Regions from separate parts of the Mus musculus genome. Here all the other regions are linked to region 3. Evidence: chromatin contacts called from public promoter capture Hi-C data. All regions are on one chromosome and are shown on one strand. The core of a region is the stretch at or near the end of the contact, and the rest is flanking DNA. Distances in the headings are between cores, read along the strand shown. Region 1 overlaps Dclk2 (doublecortin-like kinase 2). Region 2 holds the start of Cd1d1 (CD1d1 antigen). Region 3 holds the start of Mab21l2 (mab-21-like 2). Region 4 holds the start of Dclk2 (doublecortin-like kinase 2).

What was found. Promoter capture Hi-C pulls out the DNA fragments that hold promoters and counts their contacts.
Region 1: a contact with region 3 is called in a promoter capture Hi-C map of cranial neural crest. The contact joins the enhancer-like site here to the promoter of Mab21l2 in region 3. A contact is called at or near these places in 3 of 39 promoter capture datasets (cranial neural crest, maxillary cranial neural crest and second pharyngeal arch cranial neural crest), 3 of 115 datasets of contacts at active chromatin or transcription factors (the NIH/3T3 cell line, craniofacial prominence and embryonic limb bud) and 3 of 9 other capture datasets (adipose tissue, embryonic tail and liver).
Region 2: a contact with region 3 is called in a promoter capture Hi-C map of liver, with 2.5 times the contacts expected there. The contact joins the promoter of Cd1d1 here to the promoter of Mab21l2 in region 3. A contact is called at or near these places in 9 of 39 promoter capture datasets (the 3T3-L1 cell line, 3T3-L1-derived adipocytes, cranial neural crest and 5 more), 1 of 484 Hi-C or Micro-C datasets (LSK cells) and 3 of 115 datasets of contacts at active chromatin or transcription factors (astrocytes, microglia and neural tube).
Region 4: a promoter capture Hi-C map of neural stem cells shows a contact between it and region 3. The contact joins the promoter of Dclk2 here to the promoter of Mab21l2 in region 3. A contact is called at or near these places in 10 of 39 promoter capture datasets (the 3T3-L1 cell line, cranial neural crest, frontonasal cranial neural crest and 6 more), 4 of 484 Hi-C or Micro-C datasets (the N1E-115 cell line, cerebellum and embryonic stem cells) and 1 of 115 datasets of contacts at active chromatin or transcription factors (embryonic stem cells).

Annotation. Positions count from the first base shown.
Region 1 is chr3:86,843,496-86,849,149 of GRCm38.p6, forward strand. All of the region lies in intron 2 of Dclk2 (doublecortin-like kinase 2), which reads right to left. Among named protein-coding and RNA genes, the nearest start is that of Gm46810, 16 kb to the left of the region's middle. Within about 2 kb of position 2,261, at least 98 of the 459 cell types and tissues checked have an H3K27ac peak or open chromatin away from gene starts, as enhancers often do.
Region 2 is chr3:86,994,579-87,000,769 of GRCm38.p6, forward strand. It overlaps Cd1d1 (CD1d1 antigen), which reads right to left and starts at 4,751. Exons shown (of 6, transcript NM_007639.4): 1 at 4,614-4,751; 2 at 4,055-4,327; 3 at 3,494-3,772; 4 at 2,760-3,038; 5 at 2,112-2,208; 6 at 1,256-2,023. The coding sequence starts at 4,674. The coding sequence ends at 2,002.
Region 3 is chr3:86,545,643-86,551,244 of GRCm38.p6, forward strand. Mab21l2 (mab-21-like 2) reads right to left here and starts at 2,641. Exons shown (of 1, transcript NM_011839.4): 1 at 408-2,641. The coding sequence starts at 2,049. The coding sequence ends at 970. The region is part of intron 40 of Lrba (LPS-responsive beige-like anchor); the gene reads left to right. Gm31677 (a long non-coding RNA gene) reads right to left here. Exons shown (of 5, transcript XR_375777.3): 1 at 5,392-5,602; 2 at 5,126-5,184; 3 at 3,309-3,372.
Region 4 is chr3:86,918,970-86,924,471 of GRCm38.p6, forward strand. Dclk2 (doublecortin-like kinase 2) reads right to left here and starts at 1,915. Exons shown (of 16, transcript NM_027539.5): 1 at 781-1,915. The coding sequence starts at 1,201.

The DNA.
Region 1 (5,654 bases), core at 1,011-3,510, 300 kb after region 3:
AGGGGAGGGACCTGGTGGAATTTTCCAAAGTTCCTGAGCTGACCTCTTCACTTCCAAGGATCTTTTGGGGCCACCAAGCCCACTGCCCCTTCACTGAGGTAACTGCCTGGCTCCTTGTGGAGCTCACCATAGACTAAGTGCCACACAGTCAGGCTCATTCTCTGGCCCCTCACACAGCACCTGCCAGGTGCTCTACATGTTTCTGTGGAGTGAATCCCGATTGGAGTGTTATGGATCCTACCTCCTCCTCCTAGCTCTCGCATCATCGTCCTGTAATTCCTCTCAACCCATTAGCAATCAGGTTAGCACCAGTTCCTGATGTTTGTCAAAGCCTGTAACTCCATATTTAAAGGGACTCAGCAAAGATCTATTCAACAAATTTTGGTCCTAGACATCTTAAAAAAACAAAACCAATCTAGCCTTCCTAGATTCTGTCTTGTATCACAGAGTCTCTCTGAAGAATTAAACCTTTCATCAATATCTCAGAGTACTTTGAGATTCCTAATTACTCCACCTATGGGCTACAGAGACTGCAATTCACAATTATACCCTATACTTGATTTATCTGGAAGCTTGCAGTTTCCATAGATGAGGGTCTCCTGAGATATCAGAAGTGTACTTTACAGAAATATTCCACATTCCCCGACCTGGGAGGAATGCACAGAAAACATCTTCAGTCTCAGAGAAAGACTAGTTTAAATCTGTGTAATAATAAGGGTGAGCCTTTGCACTGCCAATTGCCTTGCTGGTAGAACAAAGACACTTCATACAAGAAATAATAGGATGGTGGGTACACATTAGGATTTTTATGGGTCTTCTTCCATTTTAACTGAGTATGTGGGTGGGAACGGGGGAGGTAGCTCCTGAAATCAAAAGCTTTCAATATCAGAGTCCTTCTATATGGCTGCTTCCACTGAATACCTTACATTTTTAAAAAGAATTGTACCTTATTTCTAAAAATGACTTGAAAAATCTCAAACAGGAAGCCCAATATATTTATATTGAAACTGAAATCACCATGTGGCCTTTTAATAGAGCTGTACTGACATCAATGTGCAGTCTTCTGTAAACATGCAATGAGTGAATAAAATAATAGAGGAAAACTGCATTTCATTCTGATCCCCCAAGCAACAGTTTATTACATGACTCTTCTGTTTTGTAAATATTTAGAGAAACAGCTTCCACACGTCAAGGAAACTCTAGGTAGGAGAGTTTTGACATAAAGGATAAGCCTCAGTGCCATTTTAATTTACAGTGCTAGCAAAGGGAGCCACTTGCATTAGATTGCCCACCTCGGTGTTTGAGACCCTGAAAACCAGCAGATTACTTCATTGAAACATTATCTTACACACACACACACACACACACACACACACACACACACACACAGAGAGAGACAGACAGACAGACAGATTTGTTTTGTTTAAATCAATTCTACTAGAATAGCTTTTTTTTTTTTTTTTTTTAAAGGTACAGGGAAATGGGGGACGGGGAACTTCCCTAGCTTGTCTGCGACATGAATCCCATCTTCAACACTTTGGGAAAAGGGGGTTGGGTGGAGACAGGAGAACCAAATATGAAATTTGAAATAAATAAAGAGTAAGTCATTTCGTCCTCCAAAATTCAAGAAACACAAAGTCAGTAAGCAGACGCTGGGATTCTCCCCAACTCTTTAGCCCCGACAAGGAATACAATTAGCATACATTGCCTGCTTTGTTCTCAGTGAATGCTGGCTGCGCTTTCCACAACAAGCTACTTAGAATAGCAATGTTTTTCAGTTTCCTGTAAATCCATTCAGCCAAGCACATAGATCCTGCGGTTGCCATAGAAACAGAACCAAAGCTCAAAGGCAGCAGCACTTACAGTAAAAGGCATCTCAATGGCACCTGCAGACAGTCCCTACACCCCTGCGTTTAAATCTTGTCTGTTAAAAAAATAAAATAAAATAAAATAAAAACAACAAAAACTGGATTTCAGCTTTATTTTCCTACTGCTCCCACCAATCACAACTAATCATAGGGTTTTACAACCAAACATTTGATTTCATAAAATGTTTCTTTCCGTCAACAGACAAAAGACCTTAAACTTTTAAAGCTACCAAATGATACTTTCTAGGAGAGACAATGGCCTTATAAAAGAAGAAAATGTCTAAGATAATTTGACTGCTAGTATTAAAGCAGAAAAAGCTGTCCAATGTACTCTAGGGCTTTCTAAGGAACAGAAGCCACAGCAAAATTCCAGATGAAGTCAGACAAGGAAATGGGAAGTCAGCCTACTGAGCCAGCCCTCCTGTGACTCCACCCTCTGTGTCTTGCTGTGACTCTAGGGACTAGGGGACCAAATGTTTCTAAGCAGATGTAACAGCACCTTGCATGAAGACTTTCTAGGGCTCAAGTCATTCCAAATAATAAACAAACAAACAAATAAAAAGAAACTATGTTACGAAAAGGGCAATGGAACCACAGCTCAAGGTGGTAACTGTCTAAAACTGGTCTATTTGCAACAGATGAGGTAAGGGAACATCCATGGGGGAAAAGGACACACTTTACACAAGGAATCTCATTCTCACTAACTTTCTCTTAGCCACCAGGACAATCTTACCAAGGACTCACGTGCCCATTTACCTAAAAGGGGCTTAACATGGCTCAAAAGGTTAAGCAAAATGTTCCAAGTCACAGAGCCAGCTGAGGAGACTTCTCGCTAGACCACATGCTGTTTCCCTAAAGAGAAGTATTAACTGTGATTTACAACCTCCAAGAAAACATAAAAGAGCTTATGAAATAAGTCAGCAGCTTTTATACTTGTCTAAAATCCAAACAACTGGGCCATTTTTCTGTCTTTTATGAAATAAGTGAATGGCAACGATGTAATCTTATACCTAGGAATTTTTTTTTTTAAAGGATCGACTTCTAAGTAATGTTTTAAGGTCATTACAAGTTCAGGCCAACTTCTTATGCTTTAGGGAATAGTGAATATGTTCTGAAATTGATATCTTCAAACAAATTGGCTAACTCTCTTGAAACAAATTATAAACACAAGTTTCAATCATATGGTTTTAAAATAGGACTCCACTTGTTGCCAGACTAAAAATACTAAATGTATCAATATGTGCTAATGAATACTATGATCTCTACATATTTTAAAAACAGGCAGAACCTGCAGGATTTTTCAGGAATTGATTCTCTGCACATAGAAATCACATCAGCTTACACTCTGGTATCAGCATGGCATCACCACACGTGATCACACTCAAGAGAAGTAAGAGCCTTAGAATCGTTAATTAAGATGATATGGAGAAACCTGATCAATTAATCCTTAATTATTCTGGAAAATGAAAGTCCTCAACACTGCCAGCACAAACGTTGTTACTATCCTTAATTGTTCTGTGGCATTTAGGTTCTAAAACACGATGTATCTGAAAGGGGTCAGGTCGTCTTTTACTTTTTTGTTCTCCTCTCTAAATAAAATTGGTGCTCTCCTTTCTTGAGTTATTCTTTGAACTTACATTCTGGCATCAAGAAAAAACTACAGCAGAACCCATCCCAACTTAACCAGCCTGACAGGAGTGAAGATACTCTCGGGTTGTTTTTGTTTTTGTTTTGTTTTGTTTTCAGTCACAGGCAGATTTCCCTTGCTGCAATGGCATGGCCCTCACTCATGCACATGTGGGCAACACTAACTGGGTTATAAACACAAAACTAAATAACAAACAAACCAACCAACCCATAAGGTTGGGAAGGGTACATGTCAACAGGGACAAGGGGAAGGTGGGGGAGGAAAATATGATTAGGTTTCATTCATACAGAATTCCTAACAAAAAAACTTAGCCGGGAGTGGCAGGGCAGAGGCAGAGGCAGGTCCATCCATCTCTGTGAGTTTGAGGCCAGCTTAGTCTGCAAAACAAGTTCCAGGACAGTCAGGGCTTTTATGCAGAGAAATGCTGTCTTGAAAAAAAAAAAAAAAACCAAAAACACAAAGCCAAAAGAATAAAAAAATATGTTTTTTGGTTTGGTTTGGTTTTTCTGCTTTTTGGAGACAGGGTTCTTCCACAAGGCCCTGGCTGTTCTGGAACTCTCTTCTAAAGAGCAGGCTTTAGAAAGAGAATCTTTGACCCTAAAGATTCCAGCTGAAAAGGTCAGCTAAGGAACTATGGGAAGGTCATGAAACACTTGAGCCTCCAGAAAGGAGAGGAGAATTAACATTTCTCACACCACAGGGCAGGAACCAACCTGTGGGTGGGGACTCATTCCTCTGGACAGACTGTTACCCACCTTCAGACAAGGGAAGTCCTTGTCATCTCATTCCCTAAAGACCAATCACTTTAAAGGGTGCACTGCTCTGCCAATCCTATTGTGCCTAGTTGCTGATGGTCTATTCTGCCCCCTGGAAACCATATAAAAACTCGCCGACTGGACTGATCTGATTGGGGTGCTGGTGGTCGCTGCCTCTCCTTCGGGTCTGGGGGTGCTTTTTGCATTGATCCCGGCTCCACGTGGTTCTCTCAGGGGGTCCCCAGTAAGCTAAGGTTCCCAGGAGTCTTACACAGCAACAAACTTCCCTTTTGAGTTGCTCCTCTACCCACATCTGATTTGGTAGAGTGAACATCCTGCACACTTGTTAGGGAGACATTTCAAGCTGCAGAATGTAAGAGGATCTTAAGAGTAAACTGAGGCCAGGCAGTAGTGGCACATGCCTTTAATCCCAGCATTTGGGAGGTAGAGGCAGGCAGATTTCTGAGTTCAAGGCCAGCCTGGTCTACAGAGTGAGTTCTAGGACAGTCAAGGCTACACAGAGAAACCCTGACTCGAAAACCAAAAAAAAAAAAAAAAAAAAAAAAAAAAAAAAAAAAAAAGAGTAAACTGAGGGCTATAGTAAGCTGATTCCATCCTTACAGGGGTCTGTCTGACGACCTCAGATTCCTCCGACCCAGCCCACATTCTAAGAGAGAACTACCAACGACTATTGTCTGTCCTGCAAAGGCACACCATAACACACGCACACTCACATACATACATATATATTCATACACATACAAATATACTAAATTTAAAATAAAAAATGAATGAGGGCTGGTGGCTTTGTGAAGGAAGAAAATAAGCTTTAGCATCCAAAATTTGTATTGCCTAATGACAAACTTCCCTCTGTTTTCTTGTTTTTAGTTATGGTTCAATCAGAAGGACAAGTTAGAGCTGAGTCCAAAGTAAGCAGAAAAATACTGTGCTATAGAAAATATAAGGTTTTGGTTTCTATAGCTACATTTATTTTCACAGGACAAAATGTCAAAATTTTCATTTTCAAACCAGTATAAATCCTATAAGAAAAGCAATGAGAAAAAAAAAATCTCCATGGTATGGTCTTGGTGGATGGAAGGCTCACTCTCAGAAGGAAAGCACACCACCACTCAGATCACTCGTGGCAACACTTTAAAAAATGAAACTGATGTTGCCAGGGCAAATACCACACTTTCTGTTTAGAAGGCACCTGCTCTTGGCATACAGAGAAAGCATGCTACCCTTACATGCACACAACAGACATGTCGTCGTCATTGCAGCGAAATTGGAAGTGAGACAGCCTAACAGTTACATTTCCTAGTTATTAAGAGTCTCTCCAAATGCAAACAGAAACTGTGTTGGTTTGTGTTTTGTTTTGTTTTG
Region 2 (6,191 bases), core at 3,501-6,000, 450 kb after region 3:
ATGGCACCACCCACAATAGGCTGTTTCTTCCCCAAACCCCAGTCAATCACTAATTTAGAAAACGTTCCATAGGTTTGATTACAGCCTGATCTTTTAATTTGAAGCTTCTCAGAGGACGTTATCTTATGTCAAGTTGACATAAGCCTAGCCAGCACACTGGCAAATTCATCCAGCTTGTTTCTGAGGCATTCCTTTGCTCATTTTAGAACCTACATTTTTGGGATTCCAAACACAGCTTAAAGACCGGCAGCTCTTTAGGAACCCTCTAGGACTCTAGCAACAGATTGGAACTGCTGAGATATCTAGTCTCATGGACTGAACAATTACTAGATTCTTGGCCTTTCCATCAGGAGACACCCATTGTTGGCCTACCTAGACCACAGCCTATAAACAACTAATAAATCTGACTTTAATATGTATTCTACCAGATCTATTCTTTTAGAGAAACCTGACTAATACAGATGACTCTGGGAGATGCTGGCACATGCCTTTAATGCCAGTACTCAGGAGGCAGAGGCAAAGAGTTCTGAGTTCAAGGCCAACCTGACCCACAGAATGAAAGAGCCAAGACTACATAGAAAAACCCTGTCTTAAAAAATAAAACAAGCAGCCGGGCGTGGTGGCGCACGCCTTTAATCCCAGCACTCGGGAGGCAGAGGCAGGTGGATTTCTGGGTTCGAGGCCAGCCTGGTCTACAGAGTGAGTACCAGGACAGCCAGGACTATACAGAGAAACCCTGTCTCGAAAAACCAAAAAAAAAAAAAAAAAAAAAAAAAAAAAAAAACCAAACCCCCCCCCCAAAAAAAAACCCAACAAACTGCAACCAAACCCCAACAAACTGCAACCAAACTAACCAAGCAAACAAAACCCCAAAGCTAACTAGTAACTAGTACATACTATTTTATAATCTGAAAGAAAAGTTAAATAGCTCTTCCCTGCCTGGGTAGGTGTGGTGCTTGGCCCAGGGAGTGGCACTATTAGGAGGTGTGGCCTTGGAGGAAGTGTGCCACGGTGGGTGTGGCTTTGAGACCCTCCTCCTAGCTGCCTGTGAGACAGTCTTCTGTTTTCCTTCAGAACAAGATATTCCTTCTTCAGCACCTTGGGGTCCATTCCAGATACAAATTATAGCAGTGTTTGAGAGAAACAACCCAAGGAGAGTAGGGTTTGTTTGTTTGTTTTTTTTTTAACCAAATAGATATATACTGTGACTTCTCATTTTAAAATACTGTTTCACCAAGTAAAACCTCTGGATACATTTTCATTTTACATCCTATTTTATTTTAAAGAAAAAACACCTTTCAGTCATTAATGCAAAATTTCCATAGAGACTGTGTCCTAAGATGGTCATTATGGCATTTAGAACAAACATTATTAAAAGAGCCACAAATTGGAGGCCCTTGGAGTTATCATTAATTGGCAGGTTTGTATCTAAGGTAGCAAACATTTGCAGATATTTGCATTCACTTTTTAAAATCTGTGTGTGTGACACACACACACACACACACACACACACACACACACGGCATCACACACAAGCCATTTTTCTAGTTAACTTGAAAAATACTGTTGGTGTTGGATTTTACACTTGCCAACAAACCCCAAAGCTGTATGTCACACACACACAAATCCATTTTTCTAGTCACCTTGAAAAATACAGAGTACAGCCAGGTTGGTGTTGGACTTTACACTTGCCAACTAACCTCAGAGCGTCTGTTTGGGCAGGAAGTATGCTTTCTAGTTCAGTGCAAATCCCATAAAACACTGCCAACAGCTTGTTTCTGGCAGGTACGCACATTTGCAGTTGTGTTTGTTCTAAACTATGGAAACTGACGAAACAACTCAAATAATTAATTTCTTATAATTAATGTTGAAAAGAGCGTACTGGCTGCTCTTCACTTCTTCAGGATTCCTCTCCTTCATCCCCAGATCCTGAGCAGACCAGGACTGAAGTCCTAGAGCCTGGAAAGTCTGAATTTCAGGAGAGGCAGGTGTAAGGAAGAGTCACCGGATGTCTTGATAAGCGCTGGAAGAAGAGAGAGGCCATTAGGAGAGAAAAGGAAGGAATGAAGGAGGGATGCTGAGGGAAGGAGCACATGGACAGGGAGACTTACCTTCTCCTTCTCCAGATATAGTAGACTACAGCACCCACCACCACTAGCATGATCAGTACTATGAAGACGATCAGGCCCACGGGTGCTTGCCTGGCATCTGGTTTGGAAGAATACAATGTATCTCTCAACAGAAAACCAGTACATGTTTCAAGTTCCCCATTCTAATTTAAAGTATATCCATTCCATTTCTCATGATCAGGATCTGGCTACTGTGTGAATCTGGGTAGTTACCCTATCTTAGCATCAACGTCTTCATTCTTAAACTCAAAATAACAACACTTGCTTCAAAGCTAAGGGACAAGTGGAAGTAGGGGCAGCAAAATGTCCAGTGCTCACCCAGGACACGCCCAATATACTGCAGCTATGCCTTGGGCCTTGGGTCCTCTCTACTGGGGAATGGCTCTTCCCAAACTTCTTTATTTGCCACTGACCTCTGGATCTTGTCAGTTTCTGGGTCTTCTTTCTTCTTATACAGAGAACATCTTATCTCAAGTCTTTTGGGGTTTCTTTTTTATCTAGAATTCCCTCCTTCTAGCTCTTCTATAATAGTTAGGGGCTTCATTTCTGAATCTAGATCTGTTCAACTCCCGCTCCATGTTTGATGGCTGCCTCTGCTCACTGGCAACCCAGGCTCCAGTTCTTTCTTACCCCAGTAGAGGATGATATCCTGTCCTCCTAGGCTGCTGTGCTTCACCCTGCAGGCCAGGCCAGCTTCCTCTCCAGCCTCCACATCCAGGGTTGCTTGAAGATACCATGTCTCATCAGCATTTGGCAGGAAATCACCTCTGTGAGTACCCTGTTGCTCCTGGTCACCCCGCATCCACATCACCCACACAGGTTTTGGGTAGAAGCCAGAGACATGACACACCAGCTGCCTATGGCCATGTGCAGAGCTGGGGACACTGGACAACCAGGCCACTGGCTTCTCTGTACTCATCAAGAGAATAAGAAAAAAAATTTAAAGCAAGACATTTTATATTAGGGGCTCCAGGTCTCCAATCAAGTTCATGCTTCCCACAGGTCCACCTCTGGAGATGAAGTTGCCTATTAGTTTAATCCATTTGTCTCCCTCTGGCTAGGAAGACCATCCCTGATACTTCTACCCCCCTCCCTGATCTGAGTCTCCTGTAGCCCTCCTCTGTACTCTGGAACAATCTGAATTTCAGCTGGTACAGCCTGCCTCAAATATGGCATGGCTCAGTTTTCATCCCCAGTTTTATTTAACTCAATTTATAGAACCCAAGAGTGGCTGTCAGTGAGAAAATAAACCCCACAGGCCTTACTCATCTCTTCCTAGTCCTTGCCCTTCCTCTACAGCTGACAGTGATGTAAAAACCTAGATGGATCCAAGTGGAGAGCCAGGGTGAAAATAGCCAGCTGACCTTGCTTCTCTAGGTCTGACTTCCCTGCCTCTAGGAGACCACGGACAAATAGGGGGCAGGTGTCATTCAGGAGCATCTGCACGGTTGCACTTGTCCCTTGATCAGCGTTGAGCACTTTGATGGGCAAGTCTAACCAAGATGGGGCCCCTGGGACTGTCTGCCAGGACGTTCCCCAGAATCTCACGACATATTTTCCTTGAAATGCTACGTGTAAAAAGCTTTCCGAAGCATTCCCAGGGTACATTTCACAGCCCGCAGACAGCTGGATCTCAATGGGATCTGTAAGGAGGAGTAGGCAGAGACCAAAGAGTTCATGATTAAGGGATTTGGAAGAAAGGAATTGGTATGAAGATTATCGTTAAGTGCCAGTTGAGGAAAATGATCATGGTGCCCTAGAGCAGAAATGGGCTATTTTTAGAAGGGACAAGGGTTACTTTTAGACAGAAGTAAAACCATAAGGGTGGACAGAGAAGAGAAGCTATGCCCGATGCCCACAGTTATCCAGCTGGGGTCTGGATCACTCCTGCCCACTGGGTTCAGGGTTCCAACCCCTCCACTCACAGTCTTCTTTAGGTGACATCATTTTGACTAATTCCTGTATGTCCCTGGTAAAGCTGACTCGATAGACTTGAAACATATGCTGCAACTTCTCCCACTGCTGGTTACTCAACTTGCCCTGGGACCATGGCTTCGTGAAGCTGATGGTGGCTGAGTCATTACTCCAACGGTGAGTCTGCAGATCCCCCAGCCAGACCACGCTGTCTGTGCGGGACCAGCTTCTGTTTGCAAAGGAAGACATCTGCAGGCAGCGGAAGGTGTAATTCTTTTGCTGGGCTGGAAACAAAGGAAAAGGAAAGAACTTAGCGAGTGGGCTCAGTCTGAGGACAGACTGCAGTAGGAAAAAGCTCAGCTTTAGCTGCGCTTGCGGAAGGAAAGGCAGGCTCAGTGTAGTTCTGAACTGAGCTAAGCCCTGAGCCGCAGCCATACATTGCTCCTCCCACTGTTGTTGCAAGCCGGGAAGCCCACCTCCACCCGCCCACTACTGCACAGAGCTTGTAGCCAGCCTCTTTCTCCCTCCCTTCCTCCCTTCTCTAGATTGTGTGCGCTTTTACTCACTCACCTTCAGATTGTCCCCAGACCTGTAGGAATGCCCACAGCAACAGCCATGGTAGGTACCGCATAGCGCCAGAGTTCTACACAGCCCTCGGCTCCGACTTCTGCGCTTTACTCTGCTCCCGGACTGGTACACAAAGGCTCTGGGGTTTTTGGTGCAGAGCCAGCAAAACCCGGAAGGACGCGCAGGCACGATTGGTAAATTACTCTTTGACAAAGCCAAACCCCCTGGTAGTTGAGGGTTGGAGTGCAGCTTTACTCAGAACCGCTACGCAAACCACTTTTAAACAAAACAAAACAAAACAAAACAACAACAACAAAAATGTCTTTCCGTTATACTAAAGAATGAGGTTGAGACTATCGTCTCAATATCGAAAGCAAGACAAAATTGTATTTCGGTTACAACTCCGATGGTATTAAAAATGCAAGGGGAAAAATAGAAGGGACGTTTTGGTCTAGCTAGCAGGGGCTGTCTGCAGGTGCTCCATTTACAAGTTTGGATCCTCCCAGATATCTATAAATATCACATTAAAATAATGATAATGATAATAATAGATGTGATTCTTCTAGTGGTTCATTGAGAGGATAGGACTAGGCGGGTTAAGTTCCTTCATAGCTTTCGTATGCCCACAGTTTCCCATGTCAGATTCTTTTTCCCCTTACCCTGGTTTCTTTTCTCCCTTGCCTTACCTGCCCTCTGGCTGTCCCCGACTCCATTTTGGGAGAGTACAGGCATATTTTATTTTTAGTTTTTATTTTGTTCTGTATATTGTACTGTCATGATTTGCGAAAATCGAAGACTTGTGTCAGTCTGATGTGAGGAAAAGCCAAAAGTGACGAGATGTGCCCCCTCGAAGCGCTTCAGCACAGCGAAAACACGGGCCATACACCTGCAGACAGATGTCTTTCCCACTCACTCGCAAATACCGAACCTCTTGTTTTTGAGAACAGAGGTAAGATTACAGGGCGCGCCTGTGAGTTTGTAGGGCCATTCCCAACTTCTCACGCTTAAAACAAGTAGTGACAAAAACAGTTGCTCAAAATTTCAGTTACTGTGAGAAAGGAGAAGTCATCCTTGGTAAATCGTACTCCTGCAGCAAGCATCCTGATACCATCTTCCTCGTTCCTTTTTAGTCACCCCGTTGTATGCTTTGCTCTGTCTTTTTGCCTTGTCTCCTAAGTAGGCCTCTTCTCTATGTCTCTACCCTTAACATAACCGCAACCTTCTGCTTCAACTATATGAAATACCTTCCACGAGGTAGGAAAAAACCCCATCATTGATCGGTATAGCCTCTAGGATCATTCTGCCCATGCTCTGGCTTGCCTTGGAGCATCGTTTGGGACCCTACTCTAAGTCTCACATGCTTTCGTCCCTTAGATACAGCTTCTTCCTCAGATCTCTGCACAAATAGACCCCTTGGGGACCTCTGACCTCCAAGCGCCTGCCTAGTGTCCACTCAGACTTCAAACTCCAATGTAATTTTCTCAGAGAGCCTCCTCAAGCTTCCCAGACAGTGTGAATAAAGACTGGAAAGCTAGCCAGCCCATCTCCACACACTGGGCGGCAGCTATCTTTGTTGGCCTT
Region 3 (5,602 bases), core at 1,391-3,890:
TTGAAGAAAGAGCATGACATGACTTCATTCTTTAAAAGCAATTTTAAAAACATTTAGAACTAGATTTTAAAAAACCTTACAGCATTAAAAAAATCCTGATATAATTTTAAATAGGCTTTTTTATTATTTTAAATTTTAGGATTAACAATATATTGTTTCACACTTTTCTTTTTTAAATATTGCTATTAACATAAAATATGTGTTATATTGAGTAAAATACTTATTTTACTTTTTACTAAGGATTTTGGGGGAGATTTATATAATTAATTCTCCAGAATATGCTGTATTTTAAAGTTTGCAAATCAGAGTTCAAATGGAAGCTTCCTGTATTTAGTTCAAGTTCACATCTTGTAAGTTAGAAAGTGATCTCATCTGCCTTCATTCAAGAACAATCCGCAAGCAGCCAATTACAATGTAAAGTAATATTTTTATTACTGGTTTACTGGTTTCAACAAGACATTTTAGGGCGGGGGTTAGGGGTGCAAAAGGAGGAGGCAGGGGCACATTGACATTGGCACTGAGACACATTTCACATCAGTAAAACTTTGTAAAAGAAATTTCACATATAGTTAAATAATTATTTTCACTTGGTGACAATCACGCAAGCAACCCAAAACAAGGAGGGGCGGGCGTAAAGAAGGAAAAGAAGGGAAGCTACTATACATTGATTTGAAAAATGTACCTTGGGTTTCATTTTGTGTTCGCAAAGCCGGATTGCTTCTTTTGTGCGATCTTTAAATTCACATTGTTTGGAAGGAAACGATCATTTTTGTGCAAGAATGTTATTTTTGGGGTGGGGGGGTTGGTTGGTTTGCCCTCTTTTGTTTGCTTCTTAATTAGGATGTCTTCTGCCTACTCCCGTTCTTTCAGGTGATTTACATAAAAGTTTGTGTTTCGAGTTTTTGCTGTTGTTGTGTGTTCTGGGAGAGCATGCCCATTTATGTTGCTTTCCACGCAGTCGGCAGCACTCTATAGTTTGTCCAAGCTTTTGGGATTGGTGAGGATTTCCCTGGCCAATCTCCAGGTCTGCTTGGCAGCGCTCTCCAGGGCCGAGTGGGGCTTACCCTGGAAGAGGTCGAGGTTGGGCAAAAAGTAGTGAGGGCAGCGGCGGCACTGCAGGCAGGAGATGAGCTGTAGCAGGATGCCGTTCAGACGGTCGCCCAAGCAAGCCTCGTCCCAGTCCGTTTCCCTCGGGTGTTTCTCGCACTCGTACAGCAGCAGCGTCTTCATGTGGTAGTTATTGAGCGGCTGGCCAGGCAGCTCCAGGTGGCGGTCCCGCAGCGTCTTCAGCACCGAGAGGCACTTGTTTCTACAGCCGCCCATCAGCAAGCGGTTCTCCGCCTCACCGAACTGCAGCACCCAGGCGTCGCTTTCTGCGGAGCTCTGCTTGCCAGTCAGCGAGTAGCACTCCTTGGAGAGCAAGTTGAACCCTTCGGCCTTGACCTCCGCCACCCGATTGGGGCCGGGCCAGGGGATGTGGGGCATAGGCCACTGTGCCGCGCTGCGAGGCCAGATCCCGGTGCACTTGAACGCTGGGGTGATTTGCACCACGTAGCGCTCCCTGATGCGCAACTTGACCTCACTAGTGTCGGCGATCATCTTGACCACGTCCCGGTAGCTGCACTTGTCCACCGCCTGGGCTACTAGTGTCTGGAAACGCGAGCGGATCTTGCGCGCAGAAAGGTAGCCAGACGCTGTGATGAACTCGACCCAAAGAGACATGCTCCGCTTCCGCCCATCGCTTAGTTTGAGCACGGCACAGCCGGGCAGAGATCCGTCGTCCACGAAGTTGAAGACTCCCATCTGGTTGAGGTAGAGTACCACCTCGAACTCGGTGGGCGAGATTACCTCCAGCCCCTCGTAGCGGGCGTCAATCTCACTCAGAGAGCTGATGAAGCGGGGCTCTTGCACCTCCACTTCCTTTAGCACATCCGACACTACCTTGCAGACTTCTCGGATGGTCTTGGCGATCGCAGCCTTGCGCGCCTGGCAGCGCTCGGTGTAGTATTTATTGAGCTGGTAAACCAGCTTGGCCTGAGCGGCGATCATGTTGGGGCACAGGTCCGGGCTGTACACCGGCGTCTCGCAATACGTTGAGGGATCCAAGGCTCACGCACTGGTGGTGGCCCTGCGGCTGTGGAAAGGCGGTGCGTTCCCCCTGAAGCCCCAATTTCACTCTTGCTTTCCACCTGGGCTGACCGGCTGATGATATAGCCGGCTGGCCTTTTCTTTTCCCTCTTTGGAATTTTCTTTTCTTTCTTCCGCAGAAAATTAGAAATAATATTATTTAGGGGGGAAAGTACCTGCAAAAATAAAGACGAGCCTCTCCTTGTGCGGGAGAGATGGATGAAATCGTGAGAGAGAAAAAACTAGGTTACCAAGAGGCTAGGCTTAGATGTCCGCAGCAGCCACGATTGCCCAGATATCTGGAAATGAAGTCTTATAAGTGCCAAAGTAAATTTAAAAATAAGACAAAAACATTCAGTGGTTCATTCTGAAACTTCTCCCTCGATGGTTGGACGCCTTCGCTCAGCGTAGGTGATGCCTTCCTTACCCTCCCCCAAAAGGAAAGTGAAGGATGTAATTAATGCCCGGAGAGCAGCGAAGTACAGCTCAGGCCGCAGCGCACTCTGAGGTTTGCAGACGCCCCGCGCGGTCTCAGCGTGCTAGTCTCCTCTCTTCTCAGGGGGTTGTGTCGTAGCAGTTTTCCTGGCTTCCTACTGGAGGCGTTGTTTGGATTGGGTTGGTTTGTTTGTGGTGGGTTCTTCCTGCCTTTCTCTAGGTGCAAACTGCTGCAAGTTGTTTGATATTCTTTTCTGCCTCGTTATTTATACTTTTGGCCCTAGCAAAATCTATTTTAGTGTGACTAAATCGTTGCTTACGTTGTATCTGGTGTGCAGGTCTAAGGAGTCCGGGTTTTTCCTCTCCTCTGGGTTGCGTTTGCAGTCTCTACCTCATCCCCCTGTCCTCTGATACCTGCCCCCCACACTTCTCTCTCTCTCTCTCTCTCTCTCTCTCTCTCTCTCTCTCTCTCTCTCTCTCTCTCTCTCTCTCTCTCTCCTTAGTTTATGAATGGTTCTGGGCCACCGTGAAGGGGTGGAGCTTCAGTTCCTACAATCCCTATGCAAGCTGTCAGTGCTTTAGCCAATCCGAGAGAAAGAGAGAGAGAGGACAAGCTTGGGACCTCAGCAGCCACCACACTGCACTTGATAAAGGGGGCGTGGGGGGTGAGAAAATGGGACTAGACAGAAGCCAAATGCTCTCACTCGTTTCATAGTCCCATTTTCTTTTTTATCCTCTTTTCTTACCGTTGCAGTGAGGAGGAGAGTCTTCATAGAAGGGATTCTTCTCTGGGTATGGCTGGATCAATTCCTGCAAAGTAGTAGTGCTTTCAGTGAGCTTCACTTTTGGTTTTAAGTCTCTGAACATTCTGCAGAAGGTGCAGACTCTAACAAACTGTCTTTGGCTTGAAGGCAAATGAGAGCAGGAAGGGGAGCTTAAGAAAGGACTTAAATTTTGTAGTCCCCCCCCCCTTCTCTTTCCCTCCCATCCCATTGTTGCCAAGAGCTGGAGAATTGCTGTGTATGTGTAAAGGAGGGGATAGGATGACAGTCTATAACCATAAATCTCTTGTTAGTAATTTCCATATGCTGTTAAAAATACAGAACAGGACAAAAACTACTCCAGATATGTTTTTGATCCTTATTTCATAATTTAGATTTAGCTATCTTTGTGTCATTATTTTACTCTTATAGGAATTTACCAATAACTAGAGAGAAAATATGTGAGTTTTGAGAAACTGTAAGTTTATATATTAGCATACATTACTTGGTTATACTTGCTGATTGAAATAAGCTACCAAAATAGTTTAGACTTAAATTAAAATGAAGGAAAAAAATGAGCCTGAATTCAGGTTTTCTTAATTTTTTAAATACTGTGACGTTAATTGTGAACATATTCTTGGGCAGTACTGGTTTAGAATAATTTTATTTTCATAATTGATTCTTGCTTTTAAAGGAGTTGACTGGGATAAAAATCTATAACTTTACTGTTATTGATTACCCAGATGGCCTTCCTCCTCCCCTGCATCCCACTAAAACTCAGTCGCTCTTGTTCCTTAGAATATGTGTTATCCTTAACAAGCTGTGTGATTGCTGCCTCGTAGGACTTTTGGAAAAACAAGGGCTGCAGCAAGGTGATTCACTTGCTACTGGGAGTTTATCTCAGAATTTAAGATGCCAGGGCTCTCAGTTGTTTTAATACACTCAGGTAGTTAAGGGCTATTTTTAGGTTGATTTGGCAGATAATATTTAAGCCGTGGGTTATGCATAGGGAAAATAAAATCTTTAGCCCGTTTTTTTTTTTTTTTAAAAAGCTGTGTATAACTTTTGTAAAACCCCGTAGGAGAGCTTGACTTGCATTTTTTGAAACCTACCAGAACCTGAATTCAGTTGCTACCGAGAGAGCTAATGTTTCTTTCTACTGGGCATGAGATGCTTGGATCCCTACCCCTTCATTCGTTCTTAGTCTTTGGTGGTCCGGAGGGCTGGAGACTTGACCCGCCTCCACCTTGATGCTAAAGCTCCTTTCTAAAGAGTATTTGGGTTTTTCTTTTTTAAACCAAGCGGGATTTATCGCTTGGGGGCCGTTTTAAGTAGCGAGGAGTTGGGAAGAACCTTGCAAAGTAAGCATCAGAGAGCCTCTGGGACAGTAGTTTCATGGGCGTTCCTAAGAGTGAATGCACTACTAGGCGGCTAGCTGCGGCCAGCGGTTTCCCGCTGGTCAGGGAGGCTTTGGTGCTGCAGGACCCAGACCATGCCATGTAGCCGGGTAACTAGTGCGTTCTATAGTCCCTGCCTTGGAGGTGTTACAGGCCAGAGGGGTGTACTCCCGTGGAGTATGGGACCACAGGGAAAAGAAGCTTGGAACAAATCCCACAGGCAGTGCTGGGCGGGCGGGGACTGGTGGCAAGGCCCAGGTGCAGAGTTCCTCCACATCCTCCAGGGGCCAGATCTGCAGCATGCATGTGGCCAGAGACGCCTGTGCGAACCCTTGTAATTCTGGCTGTCTCAGCTCGGCCTGCCACGTCTTCAAGCTACAGGACACGCGCACCCACTGCATTCACCTCTGCCAGCTTGAGCAAGTTTCCTCACACCCTTGTCCACCGTTTCTCCACTTCTCTTCCTAGAGGCAAGGATGATAAAACGTTACAAATGTTTTGATTTAAAAACAATTCATTACCAATTTACCCTGTCTAAGGTAGATGCTCTAGTAAATAATAAATCAGTTAAACAAAGGCGACTTTAATTTATCGCTGTGGTGCTAATTAGAAACATCATTCGAGCAATAAACTTAAACACTTCCAGCAAACACTGCACCCCTCCCCCTTACCTCTCTCCACTGCCTTGGCTGAGAGCAGGCAGCTTCTGCTGTTTGCGGCTCCTATCCCTGGTTGAATAATTGAAGGGGGAAACGGTATCTGAGGAGGCTATAATTGAAGAGCCCCTGTCACCTCTGCTTTTATGTATGTTGGTGTAGAAGTCCATCAGCAGCTCCTTGATGGTGTATTAAAACGAAGTGGCAGCTCCTTCTGCAGGAGATG
Region 4 (5,502 bases), core at 665-3,164, 370 kb after region 3:
TCCCAAGACCCTACCATTCTTACTGTTACTCTCTTCATGGAGAAGACAGAGAGACTCACCTTGATTCACCTCGTTGCCAACCAAATGTGGAAAATCCTTTAAACAAGGTGGCTTTCCATTTTGGCTACACTGAAATCATCTGAGGAACTTTCAAAACTCTAAACGCCCAAGTCATACCCTAAACCAAGCACATCAGAATATCTAAGGGGTGGGGCCGGGTCCGATATTTTAAAAAGTGCCCAGCACGGTCCAAAGTGAAGACAGGCTGAGTGAGACTTTTTCTGTGCTGGCTTGCCTCTCTTGATCTCCAGTGCCTTGTGCCACACATGAAACCAGAAAAGCCAACCTAGAACGAGTCAGAACGAGCTAGCTGTGCACAGAAGGTACAATGGGATCCCAAACACAGGAACAGCACAGGTACTGCACTGGCCTCTACCAAAGGTTACCCAGCGCCTCACTGGAGAAACACGCTTTCAAACAGTTTGCCCTTCCAGCAAAAATAAGTTGGCTAATTTTACAGCCATCATTGTTTGTATTTGTCTCTGATCATTAGAATTTTCTTCCGTTTTTAGAAGGCCAATCTCTTGGGAAGGAGATAATGGGTGCACCCCAACCCAACACAAACGACCGAGGAGCAGACAGTTCCCGTGGCTGCCTAGAAAGCAAGCGCCCGGCAGGCTGCCCCAGCGCAGGGCGGGGAAGCGCGCTGGCCGCAGCCACTGCACCTGCCGCTGTGCACGGGGCCGCACCTGCCGCGCCGCGCCCGCCCCTCCTATTTACCTTCCAGCAGCTCGTCCAGGCTGGTGACCTTCCGGCTGCCGTCTATGGTGTAGATGGTGCGGACGCCCTGGGGCAGGTTCACATTGTCAGACAGTGAGCGGGTGAGCTCTATGAGGAGCGCATCGAAGGAACGGAAACGGTCGTTGGAGATGGCAAAGACCAGGCCTTTGAAATAGCGGTCCCCATTCCGGTAGAACCGCGCCTTCTTGGCCTTCTTCTCCGAGCTGAGGGCCTGCAAGGTCCGCGTGCGGTAGAAGCTGCAGTGAGCACTGTGCGCCGGGCTGGGGATGAGCCCGTTGCCCTTGGGGCCAGAGATGCTGCTGCCCCCGGAGGAGCTGGGAGCCCCTCTCCGTGACCCTGGCCGCGGCCTTTTGTCCCGTTCTTCAAAATGTTCCAGCTCAATGCTCCTTGTGCTGGCCATCGCGGCTGCTCGGGAGAGCTCTCCACAAATTAATTAATTAATAAAAGGACGTCCCAACCGCCCCGGCCGCAGCGCGCCGCGATCTAGGCGCTCCGTCCCGTCTTAAAGCAGCGGGACACCTGGCGCGGGCATTCGGGCCATGCTCGCAGGTGGAGCCGCTCAGCCAGCTAAAGGCGGCCGCAGCGCGCAGCAGCCCAGCTCATTGTCCCGCGCGCCCTCGGTCGCCGCCGCCAGCTGAGGAGCCCCACGCCCCCCAAGCGCCTCCTTCGCCGGGCCACGCCTCACAAGTAGCGCGCGGGCAGCAGGCCGGGAGCCGCCAAGTTGAACGACCCTAGGCTGGCCCGGGTTCGCATCCGGCCTGCGCTCTCGGGCGCGCTGAGTGGAGGAAGGAAGCGGAGGGGGGAGGGGCGCGAGCGTGGGCGAGGCGCCTCGGGGCTGCCCGGCGCGGCCTGGGGTCCCGGGTTCCCGCCGCCGCGTCGCGCGCGCCCAGGCCCAGTCCACGGCCGGTGCGCGTCCCTGGCCGGGGATCCTCTAGAGGCGCTGGGCCCCTGCGGGAAGAGTGCAGCCGCCTCCCACGCACGCACGCCCACGGGCATCCGCGCTCTCGGCCGCCTGTCAGGGCCTGGACCCCGGAGGACACCCTCTGTCCCTTCAGGGACACCACAAACCACACCGAGAGGGAGATGGTGAGGAAGAGGGCGGCGCCGCGCGAGGAGCGGCTCTACGGTCCAAGGAGGCCCCGCCCGCCCGCCGGGCTACCGGAGCTGCGCGCTCCCGGGCGTGACCGCGCTGCGCGCTCCACAAGCGCGGGGGCTAGCGCAACCGCGCTAGGCAAAAGAAAAAAAAAAAAAGCCTACAAAGGAAGGAGACTCAAGGGCAGCAAGCACATCCTTATCCTGCCTCCTGGGGAAAAACCGAGGCCAACCTAGAGCAGAAATACAAAACATAGCACTAGGTTTGGATGCAATATTAGTTTTTTATAAACGTCTGATTTATTGTTTAAATAAAAAATCCTTTAGGCAGAAAAAAAAAATCCTTCACACTTTCTACTGCAGATTCGATAACACAGTAGTTCCAGTAACTTTGAATGAATACATGACTACAAGTTATTGGTTTCATTGAATCAAGTATTTGTGGAGAGCTTGCCATTTGCCGGGCATTAATCCCATCACTGGGGATGCGCGAGCAGAGAACAGAACCTCTGTGAATTTACCCGCGCTCACGTGTTCATTCTGAGCTGCTCACAGAAGTGGACTGACAAACACCCATCATGCAAGAAAACCTCTTCTTAAGTGGATATCTGGCCCACAATAGACATGTTTCAAGAAATTTTTGAAACGTCCGTTATTTCACTTTGGTGATGAAGCTCAAAGGCATTTGGCCCCAACCTGACACATGAAATTAATGATTCGGCACCCGGTTCTTCAGCAGCCCTAAACAGCTCCAAACTGTCCTTGAAGGTAGGGCGACAAAAAACGCTTTGCTTGTGATCGACTGGAACAGCATAAAATAGGAGTGGGTAGAAACACAACCATGAGCACCGTGAAGCAAATCCTTCCTCATAGACCTAGTTGGCCAAAACATGAGAACGGATGGAGATAGAGGGGCAAAAAAAAAAAAAGTTCCATGGGCATCCAAGATGACTCAGTAGGTCAGGTGACTCATAGAACTGCCAATCATCGCCAGATCCCACGTGGTGGAAGGGAAGCATAGACTCCTGTAGTTTATCCTCTGACCCCTGCATGCATGCCATGCCAAGACAACACAGTAAATAAATCTAAAAACTTTTGTGAGGAAAAAAATTGTTCCTGAATTCTATTTCTAATGCAAATGAACTGGGAGAAGGCAGGCTTCAAGGAGGCAACTACTAATTAATCTGGGTTGCTTTATGGTTTAAAGTTTATAGAACCGTAACACGTTTTCCTCTTTCGTGCAAGTGCAGAATGTCTACAGTGAGATGTTTAGAACTGGCATGTATTTCCCTCGCTGGGATATTCCCTGCATCTCAGAAACCCTGTCTGACCTGCTAGCTGTTCACCTGTCTGGAGACTGTTTGGGTCTCTCCTGGACTGAGATCTAGTTTAAGGTGGCTTTATGAAGACAGGATGGCCACAGGCAAATAAGTCACCTTCTGGAAGCCAACCTTGACCTCTCTCTCTCTCGGCTGTGAATTACCGTTCTATAACTCCCCTTAACCCTAACATTTACTTGAATAAAAAATCGGGGGAAAATACTTCATTTCTCATCTATTGGCAATTCAAGAAGGAATTAAATCTCAAAACATTCCCTCGTTCACACATTAAAATAACCCCTTTCAGCCGGGCGTGGTGGCACACGCCTTTAATCCCAGCACTCGGGAGGCAGAGGCAGGCGGATTTCTGAGTTCGAGGCCAGCCTGGTCTACAAAGTGAGCTCCAGGACAGCCAGGGCTATACAGAGAAACCCTGTCTCGAAAAAACAAAACAAAAACAAAACAAAAATAACCCCTTTCTGCTCTGATTACACATTTTTTTAAATAGTCGTAGACTATCCAGTAAGTATAAAAACTTCACTGGCAATCTGCAGCAAGGATCTGGTAAACGCTTCTTGTAGAAAGCTCAACATGACAGAGAAATAAAGGGCTGGTGTTTGCATCCCACACTCTTCCCTCAGGCCACCCAGGCTGGCAATGCTTTTGAGACCAGACTTCGGCACTCTGCTTAGTACCTCTCCCCAGTCTACACTGCCCAGGGAAGAGAATGCAAACCTTCAAGTGGTATAATCTGTTTAAATAAAACTTCATTAAATTCTCCACTAAGTGGTTTTATATTTAAAAACAAACAAACAAAAAACTTGTCTTGACTATTTCCCGGTTTTACTTTGTTACTCTTTTTCTCAAAGGCCTTGACATGTCTTCAATTTTTTGGCCCTGAGCTTCGATCTTCAAGGCAGTTTTCCAGCCATTCCATTACTTATTACATAAAAGATGCCTACGGACCTTTTAGGCTGCAAGCACTTTGGCAATCTGCTGTCTCATGTCTTCGTTTCTGTTCACTGTGCACCAAGTGCTTCTTCTCCCAGAAGTTAGAACAATGAGGTAACAGTTTCTAGTGGGGGGCCCTGAGAACTGTAGACTTGAGCTTTTTGAAACGAAGCACATTTTTTTTATTTCATAAGCTTTAATGATTATAAATCCCAGTGTTCCCCATTAAATTTTAATAGGAAAGGACATAGAGTTCAAAAAGAGACTCTCAGTGCTACCATGTAGCCAGCATCCCGATTGGAACAGAGCTAGGAGAGGTGTTTTTCTAATTTGTTGCTTCCTCAAGGAGAACTTGCTGTCCTTTTCATACCCGATGCTTGCAGCATGTAACATATACATTTATATAAATATAGCTGTGCTTTTTCCGCAATTGTTAGTAATATCAAACGTGAAAGTCCGTGGAAAAGTACTACAGTATTCAGGGATTTTTCTGTAGACTCAACATTTTCCAAAGGCAATGTGCAGTTTGCTCTTTGTGATGAGATAGGAGGTGGAGACTGGCTAGTTAGTGTAGGGGCAGGAACTCGAAAAGCGGCACGCCCAAGAGCATTGCGCTACTCTGGCAAGCAGAACCACAGAACCAGAGGGGAGCACCCGGCCTTGGCTGCCCTTGAAGTTACCCTTTCCTATAGGCCATAGGTACAGGCGGGACTGAAACTGCAGTTCAGAGACGATCCCTCTGGTAAGCAGCTTTAGAATGGGACCTTCGAGCTGAGGTTTAAAATGGGTTATAGCTCCTCCCCAATTTCAACCCATCTCCTAGGTGAGGAGTGGGGGCCATCATTGTAGCGTTGATCAGGGCTCCATGGCGACCCATCAAGGGAAAGCTAGTTCTCTGGCCTGGGTACAAATCTAACATTCCAAGCTCTTCAAAACATAAGGGTTAATCCAGTTGGCTCTGGCTAAGACACCACCCCTCAAAGAGAATGGTTCGCTTTAAGCCATCCTAGAGAGATGGAGAGAGTAATTACTCATTTAAGGAACTCAATAGCCGGGCAGTGGTGGCACACGCCTTTAATCCCGGCACTTGGGAGGCAGAGGCAGGTGGATTTCTGAGTTCGAGGCCAGCCTAGTCTACAGAATAAGTTCCGGGACAGCCAGGGCTACACAGAGAAACCCTGTCTCGAAAAACAAAACACAAACAAACAAAAAAAGGAAGTCATTTAAGTTTCCTTCCCAGAATCCCTGCCCCTCTGCAGGCACTTACAGAGCCCAGCTGTGTGCTTGCTTGGGCTAAGCCTGCCTGCTTTACTGAATTCTACAGAAAAGCCAACTTTTC